Linked DNA regions of Mus musculus: all the other regions are linked to region 3. A link is a contact called in public HiChIP or PLAC-seq data. All regions are on one chromosome and are shown on one strand. The core of a region is the stretch at or near the end of the contact, and the rest is flanking DNA. Distances in the headings are between cores, read along the strand shown.

Region 1 (4,255 bases), core at 331-2,830, 650 kb after region 3:
ACAGGTCTTGGGCCCTAGAGGAGAACCTACTACTACTATTCTGCTAAATTGACATAGTATTAGGTTGACTCCTAATGACTTAGCATTATGTCCATAGATTAGTGCAGCTTTTAAGCCTCGAAGAAGCTTTATGTATGCAGCAGATGATGAGTAACACCGATCGAAAACTAGTTGAGGAGCAGAGAATAAGAGTCTGTTGATGGGAATTTCTGGTTTGGTTAGAGACTCGTTATGTCATGTGATGCTTTTCTGGAAGCTATCTGGTGAAAGGGCATGAGATCTTTCACTGGAGTGGACCCTTGAGAGGACACTGGATGTTTGCAAAGACTAAAAGTCTAACCCAACAGACAGTGGGCAATGCTCTGGCATTGGTTTGCCTTGCTTTCTTTGCTGACCTCTGCTTGCTAAGAAATGTACCCAAACTACTTCTAGAGGTGTTCCCGCTGCTTCCTGCTGCGTCAGCATTCTCATGCCAATCATGAGATCGAGCCCTCCTGCTGATCTGAGTGAACTGGACTGCTGACAATGAAGATTGGAATTGCCCCAAGGAACTACTTCTCAACAGGTCCATGTCCCTCTCTTCCTACTATCTATCTTACTCCCCTACCTTTGATTGGTGGGCTATAATGTCCCTCTCTTCCTACTATCCATCTTACTCCCCTACCTTTGATGGGTGGGCTATAAAGGAGGTTGAAGTGTTTAAGAAGCCTTATTAAAGTAGGTCTTGAAAAATCTAGAAGTCGCCTGTGAAATCACAATATAACTGAGGCACTTTGTTATCTTTGAGGGGGTTTTACTCCCTCAATAAATCAGAGCATCTAGGACCTTCCAACACTAATGCTCCAGAGTTAGCCACTCTACAGTGTTTTTAATGCATGGCAGGGCACGATTTAAAGTAGACAAAAGTATTTGTTAGCTAAAAGGTGAATTCACAGGGGCTTGTTTTGTAATGGATGGTTAATAAGATTACAGTCATCAGCACAGTAATTTGAGGATGCCACTTAAAAGAGTTAATGACAGAAGATATGGAATCTCTCTCCATTGATTAGACAGTTCCCTTGACATAAAGCATCCATGGTCCATTTAGGGGTCTGTGAGAACAGTGCATACTAAGTGTCACGTCAGCTTCTTCTCCACTCAACAATCAAGTGTCACAACGTGCCCTCTCTCAACAGAGATTTGTGAGGCAGCAGAGACCAAAGGCCTGAACCCACTGCTGATGCCTAAGGAGACACGTCACACATGCACACAGCCAGCCTGGACAGGGATTCTGGCACTTCTTACATGGTGTCTGACACATTAAGAACTCTAACAGATCAGTCTTTTAGTTTAAAAAGATTATGGGTAGGGCTGGATAGATGGCTCTGCAGTCAATAGCACGTACTGTTCTTACAGAGGACTTGAAATCAGTCTCCAGCATCCGCATTGGTTGGGACACCAGGACTGCATGATGGCGTCACTAGTGTCACTGAAGGAGAAACTCACAGAGGTTAAACTTGGAGAGCTGCTAAACTGGATAGTGATGCGGAATTTCAGCCCCAGTGGCATTATGGGAACCTCTCAGAGAGGTTACAGCCAGTATCACAAGTACATCAAAGTCCAGAAAGGCAGCGCTGTGGGTTTAACATGGTGTTGGCAGCCTGTGTGGTTTTCAGCTTCCGCTTTCTTATGAGGAACTCAAACATGATTAGTAAAGTAAGAAGCACTGAAAAGGGTCAGTGTGGAGGCACAGCTGAGCACAGCTGAGCATAGTTGGTACCCAGCCCCGACCCAGGAAGAATTCAGCTGTGGCTAAATCTCTAAATCCTGACTGAGAACCAACCTGCAATAAATGGTGACTGACTCAAAAAGAGTGGATGGTAAGATACAATCAAACTAAGGGCTGAATGAAATACAAACAACAAAATACAAAGAATCAGGGAAACAAAGAGGTGGTTCTTAGAGAAAAAAAAAAAAAAGACTGACAAATAAATACTTAGCCAAACTAAATAAGAGACAAAAGATCCAAATTAATAAAATCAGAGATGAAAGGGGGCACATTACAACAGACACTAAGGAAATTCAGAGACTCCTAAGGATAAACTTTAACAATCTCTACCGAACTGGAAAGCCTAAAAGAAATAGATGAATATGATATATACAATCTACCAAATTTAATCAAGATCAAATAAGCAATTCAAACAGACCTATAACCCCTAGTGAAACAAAAACAATAATTAAAAGACTTCCAACCAAACAATGACAAAAAAACCAAAACGAAACAAAAAACAAAACCCAGAAAAGTCAGACAGATTCAGCACAGAATTCAACATGACCTTTAAAAAAGAATTAATGGCAATACTTGTAAAATTGCTCCACAAACTAGAAACTGAAGAACACTTACTAATCCTTCATACAAGGCAACAGTTACCCTGATCCCAAAACCACACAAAAAACCCCACCAATAACAAGAACAACAACAACAGATCAACCTCCTTTATGAACATAGATGCAAAAATTCTTAATATAATACTTGCAATCTGGATTTAAGAACACATCAAATGCAATTTCCTCCATAATCAAGTAATGAACCATGTAAATACATTGAAAGACAAAACCCACATGATCATTTCATGGGGTGAGAAAAAGCCTTTGACAAAAGCTAATGTCCTTCCATGATAACAGTTCTGGCAAGATTTTTACAAGGACACAAAGGATACACCTCAAGATAATAAAGACACTCTACACTAAGACCATGGCCCATCAACCTAGACAGAGAGAAACTCAAGCATTTCCACTTAAATCAGGACCAAGACAAGGATGTGCATTAGTGACCAAGACAAGGATGCCCGTTAGTACATGAAGTCATAATAGAATTGAATGGCGCTTCCACTCCACTCCAATGGAAGGCGACCAAAGGAGACAAATGGAAGGAAGTAGCATAAGCACCTTTATTTGCAGATGATATGATTTTATCCATAAATAACTCTAAAAACTTCACCAGGTTTTAGATTGATCACTTTTACAGTTGATAAACACTTTCAGCAAAGCAGCAAGATACAAAATTAACACATAAAGATCAGTAGCCTTCTTATATACAAAGGACTGAGAATATCTTTGTATGCCCTTATTTGCCAGTGGTCCCTGGTGTACCTCCACTTTCCACCTTTTGGCTACGGTGAATTAAGCTACTATAGAGACCAGAATGCCTACGCTGTCTCTTCAGATCCTTGTTTTCAGTTCTTCTGCTTACATCTAACTGTCAGATCATATGGTAATTCTGAATTTCTGTGAGGACTGCTAAATCATTTCACAGCAGTTATAACACAGTACACTGTGCCTGGCAAGGCATAGCTCCCCATGTCCCTATACCCTCACTCTAAACTCCACCTTAGCTAATGAGAGCTAGGAACAGGCAGCCCACTAGTCGATGCTCAGTGACTACTGCCGCCTTACATCTGCATACACTTGGGTCTTTAATCCTAAATGAACTGACAATCACTGCCTGGGTCGTGTACACATTTGTCCATAGGAAGTCTCTTAATGATAGACCTTGTTCACTGCTTCCTCTACTACTTTGGTATTTCTTTTTGTTAGTACTTTTTTGGCCATTTTGTTGTTATGAGCCCAGGAATACAGAACTCTGATCACCTTCTTGTGTACTTCTATAAATTTCTGAGGAAAATCTATTGCAATCTGGAAAAAATCTCTGTACCTCAAATCTTATGTGAGGATACCGGGAATATAAATTGCATTTTTTAGCAGGATGATAATAAATACATTCAACTTGTGTAGAATTAAATCATCTTTACAGTCATATTTAACATCATCTAAAATAAATCCTGAGTGACATGCTGGAAGACAGAGGAAGGAGTGGCAGGTATGCCAACAGGAATGGCAAAGGCTGTGAGAACAGAGATGAACCTAATATTGAACTCTCTTAAGAGGAGCATGTATGTTTTCAGTATTTAGCCAGACGTCATCTCCACAGAAGCACTTAAGCTGGAAAGGCTGAGATTCTTCAGTGGGTGTGGTGCCTGCAGCACAAGCTGACAGACTGCGTGAACTAGAACCCTGCACCTTTCTGTGGAAGGAGAAAGGCACTGTCTGAAGCGGCCCTCTGGCCTCCACAGGCGCATTCACAAACATGAAATAAGCAAGACTTTTAAAGGTGTTCATTAAAAGCACCTGGAAACTGGTTACTTTTCAAACACAAGAAACTTATTTTGTCCCAGGGACACTCAACCAAGTTCACTATCAACTTGAGAATGTGTTC
Region 2 (4,189 bases), core at 1,545-4,044, 860 kb after region 3:
TACACTCATGTGCGCACACACAACACATACACATAATATATACATATACACACACATGCACACACACACTTATGCATGCATAGGCACACACCACACACATACTTAAATAAATAAAATGTTAATGAATGAATTTAAAAAGTTCATAATCACCTTTTTAAAGTGGCTCTAAACTTTTCCTCTATAAACTGGCAGAAGTTTGCACAGAGTCCTGGTGGAGGGAGGGGGTGTCTTGCCTTTTTAATCAAACCTTAGCTTATAAAGCCCCAAAAGTCATAAGGTCACGTGGTCCAAGAATACAAGAAGGTTGACCCTATCTAAGAGGACAAAGGCCACCCTGTCCCAGAAGGCTCATTCTGTACTGGGCTCAGCTGATGTTGGTAAGGGGCCTTGGTCCCCTTGTGTGATATATTTGAGGCCTGACCCCCAAATGATATTTTTGGCTTAGATTTAGGATTTACAGAGCAGGAAAAGCTTACTGGACCAAAAAGCATACACCATTCAATCAGGTTCCCATAATGATACCAACTACCTGAGGGCTTATTGAAGACAACTAAAAATTACTTCTCACCATTTTGGACACTGGAATCCCACTGGAGACCATGTCGACTAAGGATCTACTTCATGCTTCAGATAATAGCTTCCTGCTTGGCCTTCATGTGGCAGAAGAAAAAAAATGGGGCTCTTGAAGATATCTTTTTAAAGAGCACTCATCGCATCAGCAAGAGTTTCATCCTCATTACCTTATCGAATGCTATTCATCACCTGGGAATCAGAATGGGCTGGGCTGGGCCTCAGTAAAAAAGCAATTGCTTAGCATGCCAGGGGCCCTAACGTTGATACCCTGCACTACAAAGAAAAGAGAAAGGAGGGTGGAAAGGGGGAGGGAAAGAGAAGGAATGGGAAGGGAAGGAGGGAAGAAATATCTTTCCTAGATATCTGTAAAATAAGAGAAGAGAAATGACGTCTTCAAATCTTCCTGAAAGCTGGGAATAGGTGTTTCCATGGTAGCAATAGGTTTACACCAACCACTGTTTTCCTACCAGACTAAAAAGACTTGCAGGGGGCAGGGGGTGGGGAGGGTGCTATCTGGACACGGATGTGACTGCCTGTCCAGATGCTTTACACCACAGGAGTCACCCTGTGTTGTGTGACTGACTAATAGTGCCACTCAGGTCCTTCACGAATGCCTGGACCTTAGCCAGGCTATATTCTAGGTGTCTAAGTATGTCTCACTTACTCTCAGACCCAACCAGTGCACAGGATATAATTACGATAATGATCTTGCTACAGCCACTTCACAAGGATGTTCCAAGGGCCCATGAAACAGCCTCCAAAGAAACCATATTTACGATGCAAAACGTATCTGAGTCTTCCAGCTCCAACATAGGCAAGACACCTTTATGCACTGGCTAGCTGCTCTTCCCTTGGGTACCCTAAGCCCTCAGCTCACAGCAGCAAGAGTCAGAATCTAAGACACGAGGTTAGGAGGACACAGAGTGTTCTCTGTAGCTGAGTTGGGGGTGGGGGGTGTCAGCAGAAAAGGAAACATAACTGGCCAGATTATCTCCAAAGCTACAGTTTCATTCCTACAGGAACCTGTATCATTAGGCCCCAGAAAATCAACTGCTATTTATTAGATGGGATTACTAAGTGTGGGTTTTGGCCAGAACACGGAAGGGTCTAAGCAAATCAAAACCTGGAGCCTCATGGATGGAGAGATGGCTCAGGGGTTAAGGCTCTTGCTGTTCTTCCAGAGGACCCGGGTTCAATCCCTGGCACACACATCGTAGCTCACGATAATCTGCAACTCCAGTTACGGGGGAGCTGAAGACTTCTTCTGGCCTCTGCAGGCACCAAGCACATATGAGGTGCACATATATACATAAAGGCAAAACACTCTTACATTTGAACCTTAAAAAAAAAGAAGATGGAATTTCATTTCAGTTTAGTCGTGCTCGGGGAGACCGAGACACAGAAAGACCAACCTGGGCTCTGAAACGTCTCCACTTAACAAACTATGACAAAGTATGACAGAGTAGGACAAATCCTACAGGACAGAGACATAGGATATGTTCTGCCTTTGTCCTAAGGCTCATCTCCCTAAAGAAGGAAGCAGTCAGACTCAGGATTAACAGGAAACCAGGACTAACACACAGTTAAAGATATGTGGAAAAAACTGCTTTGATACTACGTAGGGTTTGTTCTTTGTTGGTTGGGTTTAAAAGGATAAGCCCAGGAAGTTACAACATCTTTCAGCAAATTCATGAAGAAGAGAAAGAGAATTTCTCAGAGGACACAGCCAGGTTTGTACCTAATGTCCAATAAATCCCCTTGAGTTACTGCACAGGGAGACTGGTTGCCTTGGAAGACGGATGAGTCGGGATAAACAGGGAAGTACGGACAAGGCCGTGCTAATGATAATTTGAGGGGGCTGGGGAGACAGCTCCGTCAGTTAAACGCTAGGACTTCAGCTCATTCCCCAGCTCCCACATCAGAGAGTGACCTTGGTGGCACCTGCTTGTACACCCAGTGCTGGGGCGGCAGAGACAGGGAGGCCCGTGAGGCTCACTGGGTCCTCAAAAGTGTGAAAGGTTAGGATAGAGCTCCTGAAACTAAAAATAAAGATAATAAATCAGAAAGTAGAAAAGCACTGGCCAGCTTAGGCTACATAGTAAGATTCTGTCTCAAAAATAGACAAAAGGAGACGGACAAAGGAAAGAGAACTATAGCTCAGCAGACAGGACTTCAGCAATGACTGGTCTGGTCAACACTTACTAAGTGAACAGGGATGTGGTGGCTCATAAAGCATTAGCTTGTGGCTTTCCTGGTGCCTGGAGTTAGTGATGACTCGTACCACCCACTGGCTAATACTACACAAAGTGTTTTTTCTTTTTCTTCCTTCCTTCCTTCCTTTCTTTTCTTTCTTTTCTGACAGGCTTATCTCAAACTTGCTAGATAGCTGAAGCCGGTCTGGAATCCCTTACCCACCCACCTCTACTTCCTCAGTACTGACATCACAGGCAGGCCTTGTTTGTGTGACACCAGAGATCGAACCCAAGGCCTCTCACATGCTTAAGCAAGCACACTATGAACTGAGCTAATCCCCAGGCCTGCACACTTTTATTCAACTTCATCCTCTAACTTAGCCATTGGAAACCAGTCTGAGGATCATTTCTCTTTGCCATGACAATTTTTTTTCCTCAGCAGACTTGAACCGTGCACCTCACAGAGTCTGGATGAAGTCTTGGCTCTCAGTTCCTCAGACTGTGACTTTTAAGAAATTAGTAAATCAGTTCATCCCTCAACAAGGAAAGTTCGTTTTAGAATAGATAGATAGATACCATTACAGAAAACCATAACCAATCAAAATACTGAGTTGTGGAGCTCAGACCCAACTAATACACCAGGAACACAACTCCTTCGTATGAGGTTAACGGAACATTGCAGAAGAAAAAGGGGAGAGATTCTAAGAGCCACAGGATCAAGGAGTTTGCTGTGAGAGTGTTCCCTAGAAACATCAGAAGCTACACCCAGAGAGTCTCACCAACACAGCTGCTTAAACACTTAACAGTGACAAGAACCATAAGCATGCTAATATGAATGATTGTGGAGGTTTCGGGGCGATCAGAGGCCACAACTCTAGATAAAGAACTACAGGCAAGTAAGAAATGCTGAGAGCAAGAGAAATAGTCTTCCCCAAGGAAGAGCCCACCAATTGATTATCCAATACCATCCCTGAAAACACGCACAAGTAACATTATACACACTAAACAGGTTATATGCATTTAGGAATACACACACACACACACACACACACACACACCCCACAATTAAAGAAAAAGAGACCATGAGTTTGGAGGCAGGAAGGAAAGGGGAGAAAATGATGCAATTATAATCTCCAAAACCTTAAAAAAAAATTTAACTACAGGGTCATTTCAGTGGTCTTAATCCCAACTGACCAATGTCTTTTGAAGAAAGAGAAATTGGGACATCCAGAGCTGCCAGGAAATACTGAGAAAGGCATTTAAAAGGCGGTGACTACACAGCACAACCAAGGAGATGACAGTCCTCAGAGAGACTTCTCTCGATGGGTTCTTCCCGTCAGCCTGAGTTGTGTTGTTTTGTCTACCACAGTCTGGGGTGTTTTGTTACATAATAGTGATAGCTGACTAAGACACTGGGCCACTTC
Region 3 (4,374 bases), core at 1,109-3,608:
CTTCCCTGTCCTCTGGAACTCGGTTTTCACAGACTTTTCCTCAGAGACCTTGGCTGGGATCATGCCATAACCTCTGGAGAGAGAAAAAAAAAAAAAAGGTTAAAAGAGCACACACCTGTAACCCCAGAACTTGGGGGGGGGGCAGGTATAGGTAGGTGCATCTTGTGTGTTCGAGGCCAGCCTGGTCTACAGACTGAGTTCCAGGGCTACACAGAACTGTCTCCCACAAAACAAAACAAAATAAAACAAATAATAATAACCTTTGGCCAGAGTAGAAAGGGCACAGGGGGCCTTGAGTTCTTTCTCCTCTTCTTTCAGTGTTTATTTTACTGTGACAACAGAGATCACTTGGCACAAACAATTCAAATGCCTCAGCAACAGGGGTCAAAACTATTCAGGACCATGCATTGCCCATTCAGGTGTCCCAAACCTGGTTTCTTTAAGCAGCCTCTGTAGCAGGCCTCTTTCATTAAGACTTCAGCTTTCCTCCCAAGTGGAATCACCACCCATCTGCAGGATAGACTTTTTGGTGAGGTGAGTAGGTAAAAGACAAGCCACTCTTTCCTTTAAAAAAATGCCAGACTCAGGCTAGAGAGGTGGCTTAACTGTTAAGAGCACTGACTGGGGCTGGAGAGAGATGGTTCAGTGGTTATGAGAGCTGTCTGCTCTTCCAGAGGTCCTGAGTTCAATTCCCAGCAACTACATGGTGGCTCACAACTGTCTATAATGAGATCTGATGCCCTCTTCTAGTGTGTCTGAAGGCAGCGACAATGTACCCACATACACGAAATAAATAAATACATCTTTTAAAAAAGGGGGGGCAGGGGGCTGGCGAGATGGCTCAGTGGTTAAGAGTGCCGACTGCTCTTCTGAAGGTCCCGAGTTCAAATCCCAGCAACCACATGGTGGCTCACAACCATCCATAACGAAATCTGATGCCCTCTTCTTGAGTGTCTGAAGACAGCTACAGTGTACTTACATATAATAAATAAATAAATCTTTTAAAAAAATGTGCTGTTGTAGAAAATTAAAAAAAAAAAGGGGGGGGCAGGCTTGAGCAGACCCCACTGGCTTATCTATTTGGCCTCTGCTTACCTTGTATCCAGTAGGCAAGTGGTAACATTCTTCCAGCTTCAACCCCTTCTGTGGGCCTCCGTGGCTAGCCCACCTTCCAGATCCTCTACTAAGTGTGGTAATGTGGGGTAATGGGGCAGGTTGGGGGGTAAGGGGGTGGGAAGTGGAGGGTGGGGGGGGTGGGGGGTCTGGCTGATAAGCTGCAAGTTCCTCAGAAAATAGTCGTGCATCCCTGGCAACACTGAAGGCTGTTTAGGTTGCACAAATAAATGTTTTAGGGTTTGGGGGTTCTTTTGTTGAGACAGGATCTTCATATAGCCTGGCTCACTCTGTAGAGCAGGTTGGTCTCAAACCCACAGAAATCCACTTGCTTCTGTCTCCCAAATGTCAGGATTAAAGGCATGCATCCAATGAAGAGTTTATTTTTAAAATGCTATGCATGGTGGTGCATGCCTTTAATAGAGGCAGATCTCTGAGTTCAAGGCCAGCCTACTCTACAGAGTCCCAGGATTGCCAGGGCTACACAGAGAAACCCACTCTTGGGGGTGGAGGGTAGGACTATGAATGCCTCATCCATTTTATGATTCTTTGACCAACACTGCTGAGATGAGTCTGAACCAGACCTGGAAATTCTAGCTATGATGATACATGCTTGCAGTCCTATCAGTCAGAATAGGCAAAGACAGGAATCTTGAGTTGGAGGCCTGCCTGGGCTACATGTACACATACTAGACTCTGTCAAAAAAAAGAGAGAGAGAGAGAGAGAGAGAGAGAGAGAGAGAGAGAGAGAGAGACTCTGTCATAAAAAAAAGAAAAGAGGGGTGGGTGGGAAGGGAGGAAGGACGACGGGAAGGAATGGCAGCCTTTAAAAGGTGAGGCTTTTTAAAAGATTGCAGATGGCCAAGTAAAACTTACCACTCTCTGCCCCTACTTTGCAGCAGCTCAGGGCCCCACTGGCCCACCAGAATTCAGAAGAGAGCTGAAGGCCTGGTGGAAGAGGCCTGCAGTGCCTTGTAGAGCCATTGTCATCCAAGAGGGAACACTGCACAGTTGGACACTCGCTGCAGAGATTAGAGTAGTTGAACTGTTTTCAGCACGTAGACCTCCCTCTCAGATGTGATTCTGTCCCTGTCTCAGATGGCTGAGCCTGACTGGTCAGGAAAAGCCTGTTGGCTAGTGTGCCCCCCGGCCAGGGAACAACCTGAGATTCCAGTGTCCAACTCAAACATCCCTGACCCTTTCCTCCCAGCCAACTGACCCAGTTGCCTGCTAGTAGAGAAAAAATCTGGTCCCTCCCTCCAAGATCCTCGCTGACTGCCTCTGGTCTGAAATTGTTAAGTGTGCGCATTTGCATCAGCCATTTGCATCAGCGTGTGCCAAGTGTCAGTAGAGGTCAGAAGAAGGCATCAGTTCCTAGATGGCCACCCTGTGGGTGCTAGGAACGGGAGCCAGGTTTCTCTGCAGGAGCAACAAGTGCTCCTAACCACTGATCCATCTTTCCAGACCCGTCTCTGTTTTGTTTTAAGGTGTGGGGACTGGCCAACTTCCGCCATATGCCTCAGTTTCCCCTGAGGTCACATTTCAATAGTCCGCTCCTTGCAAGAGCTATTGTACCACTTTCCTGTTAGCTAGGGCTGTTTAGATTGGGGATCTGACCACCTGCCACAGGCTAAAACAAGTCAAGCCACCATGGAGAGACCTGGCGAAGGATGAGACTTCTGAAGTGGGGCTGGAGAGCAGAATTGAGCTCTCCCCGGCTCTCACTAGTTCTAAGGGACCCAGCCCCTCCGGGCACTCCTCCCTAACTCAGACCGCTGCTGCAGGCCGGTTGAGTTTAGAACAAAAGGCAGGGGGAGGCGGGGCGGTGGGGGGTGCGGTCCCGGCGCCGGCGGGGGCGGGGCGAATGCTATAAGGGGCGGCGGCCCGGCCTGGCCCAGCAGGCCCAGCAGCCCCGGGGCGGATGGCACGGGCCGCCTGTCTCCTCCGCGCGATTTCGCGCGTCCTCCTGCTCCCGCTGCCTCTGCTGCTCCTGTTGCTGCTGCTCCTGCCGTCGCCGCTGATGGCCCGGGCCAGGCCACCGGTGAGTGCCCGCCACTCCTCCCCGAGGGAGGGCTGGGCACGCGGGCTGGGCCCACTGGCTGAGCTTGACCCACCAAGCGAGCTCCCTGGCTACCCTAGTGCAGTCTGTCCCCGAAATGCCTTCTGGGTCTCTCTGAGCGTACTATAATGAGCTTCCCGTGGTTGGCAGTGTGCAAGTGGAGCTGGTGAGACGCGTCTCTGCGCTGAACTCAGTTTGGAGACCGGCTTCTCCAGCCCCCAGCTAGGGATGCTGGAGTGTGTGTTGATAGAGGTAGCAGAGGGAGTGGATGCCAAGGCCCCTTGTTCATCACTGGAATGAAGCAAAGCAAGTCTGGGGGGAGGGGGGAGCAAAAAGGGGCAGCCTCCGGGTGTGTGGTTCCAGTAAGCACCCCTGCAAGGTGTGTACCGTGGATGGAGAATAAAGGAAGAGCTAGGAAGGAGAAAATGGGGCCCAAGTTGAGAGAGGTGCCCCAGCTTGCAGGAGACAAGTCTGGGAGTCCTGGTAGCCGACAGAAAATGCACCTGAGAGAGATAGTGTGTGCGAGCATCAGGTGCAGTCAGAATAGAAGGGAGCACCGGGGGAACAAAAGCATAAAGAAGAAGAGAAAGGAAAGGGGGTGCAAAGAGGCAAAGGGGAAGAAGAGAGATTGAGGGTTTCCCAGCCTGTGTGTCCCAATGGCTGCATCCTTCTTCCAGCTTGGTCTCTGAGGCACCTGTCAGAGTAGAGACTAAGCTGTGCTGGGGCTGGAGCTGGAACCACTACAGATCTACAATGCCCACGGGGTACCGTGCCCTCAGTAGCCAGCTAAGGCAGCCGGCCAGCTCAAGGAATGATGGATGGGAGGAAGGTATGATAGGCAGGTGTCCCAGGACAGGTCCAGCCATACCAATCCATCTGCCAGTTTTGCTGCACACTGGAAGAGAAAGGGTTTGGAAAGGGGAGTGGGTATTGTGGATCAGGACCTCCTCAAGCAAAACATGGAGTTCCCTGTTCTAGAACTCGGAGCGGAGCGCAGTCGTTAATCCCCTCCCTCCCCCCATCCGTACCCCCACCCACTCCCACCCCCGCAGAAGCCAGCGATAGAACTCATGCCTTCGAGAATTGCACTTCTCCTGACTTCTTACTAAGGGGGCAAAGCAGGAAAGAGCACCGGTACCTCCTGTTGGGCATTTAGGATAAAAGACGAGGCAAACCACACCAATGCTTGCTTGTACAGGGCT

The links. HiChIP or PLAC-seq counts read pairs in DNA pulled down with a chosen protein or histone mark.
Region 1: an H3K27ac HiChIP or PLAC-seq map of T-cell acute lymphoblastic leukemia shows a contact between it and region 3, with 4 times the contacts expected there. The contact joins the enhancer-like site here to the promoter of Chchd10 in region 3. A contact is called at or near these places in 1 of 39 promoter capture datasets (the C10 cell line), 2 of 484 Hi-C or Micro-C datasets (cerebellum and pro-B cells), 1 of 115 datasets of contacts at active chromatin or transcription factors (T-cell acute lymphoblastic leukemia) and 1 of 9 other capture datasets (liver).
Region 2: a contact with region 3 is called in a FOXA1 HiChIP or PLAC-seq map of pancreatic cancer cells. The contact joins the enhancer-like site here to the promoter of Chchd10 in region 3. A contact is called at or near these places in 1 of 39 promoter capture datasets (pre-B cells), 1 of 484 Hi-C or Micro-C datasets (natural killer cells), 2 of 115 datasets of contacts at active chromatin or transcription factors (pancreatic cancer cells and pro-B cells) and 1 of 9 other capture datasets (adipose tissue).

What each region holds. Positions count from the first base shown.
Region 1 is chr10:75,280,231-75,284,485 of GRCm38.p6, reverse strand. All of the region lies in intron 13 of Specc1l (sperm antigen with calponin homology and coiled-coil domains 1-like), which reads right to left. It also overlaps the pseudogene Gm46234. Among named protein-coding and RNA genes, the nearest start is that of Adora2a, 35 kb to the left of the region's middle. Within about 2 kb of position 1,580, at least 76 of the 459 cell types and tissues checked have an H3K27ac peak or open chromatin away from gene starts, as enhancers often do. A contact at or near this core is called in T-cell acute lymphoblastic leukemia, where this site is marked.
Region 2 is chr10:75,069,111-75,073,299 of GRCm38.p6, reverse strand. The region is part of intron 1 of Bcr (BCR activator of RhoGEF and GTPase); the gene reads right to left. Among named protein-coding and RNA genes, the nearest start is that of Bcr, 10 kb to the right of the region's middle. Within about 2 kb of position 2,794, at least 73 of the 459 cell types and tissues checked have an H3K27ac peak or open chromatin away from gene starts, as enhancers often do. A contact at or near this core is called in adipose tissue and pancreatic cancer cells, where this site is marked.
Region 3 is chr10:75,931,114-75,935,487 of GRCm38.p6, reverse strand. Chchd10 (coiled-coil-helix-coiled-coil-helix domain containing 10) reads right to left here and starts at 2,358. Exons shown (of 5, transcript NM_175329.4): 1 at 1,990-2,358; 2 at 1-73. It overlaps Mmp11 (matrix metallopeptidase 11), which reads left to right and starts at 2,986. Exons shown (of 8, transcript NM_008606.3): 1 at 2,986-3,154. The coding sequence starts at 3,035.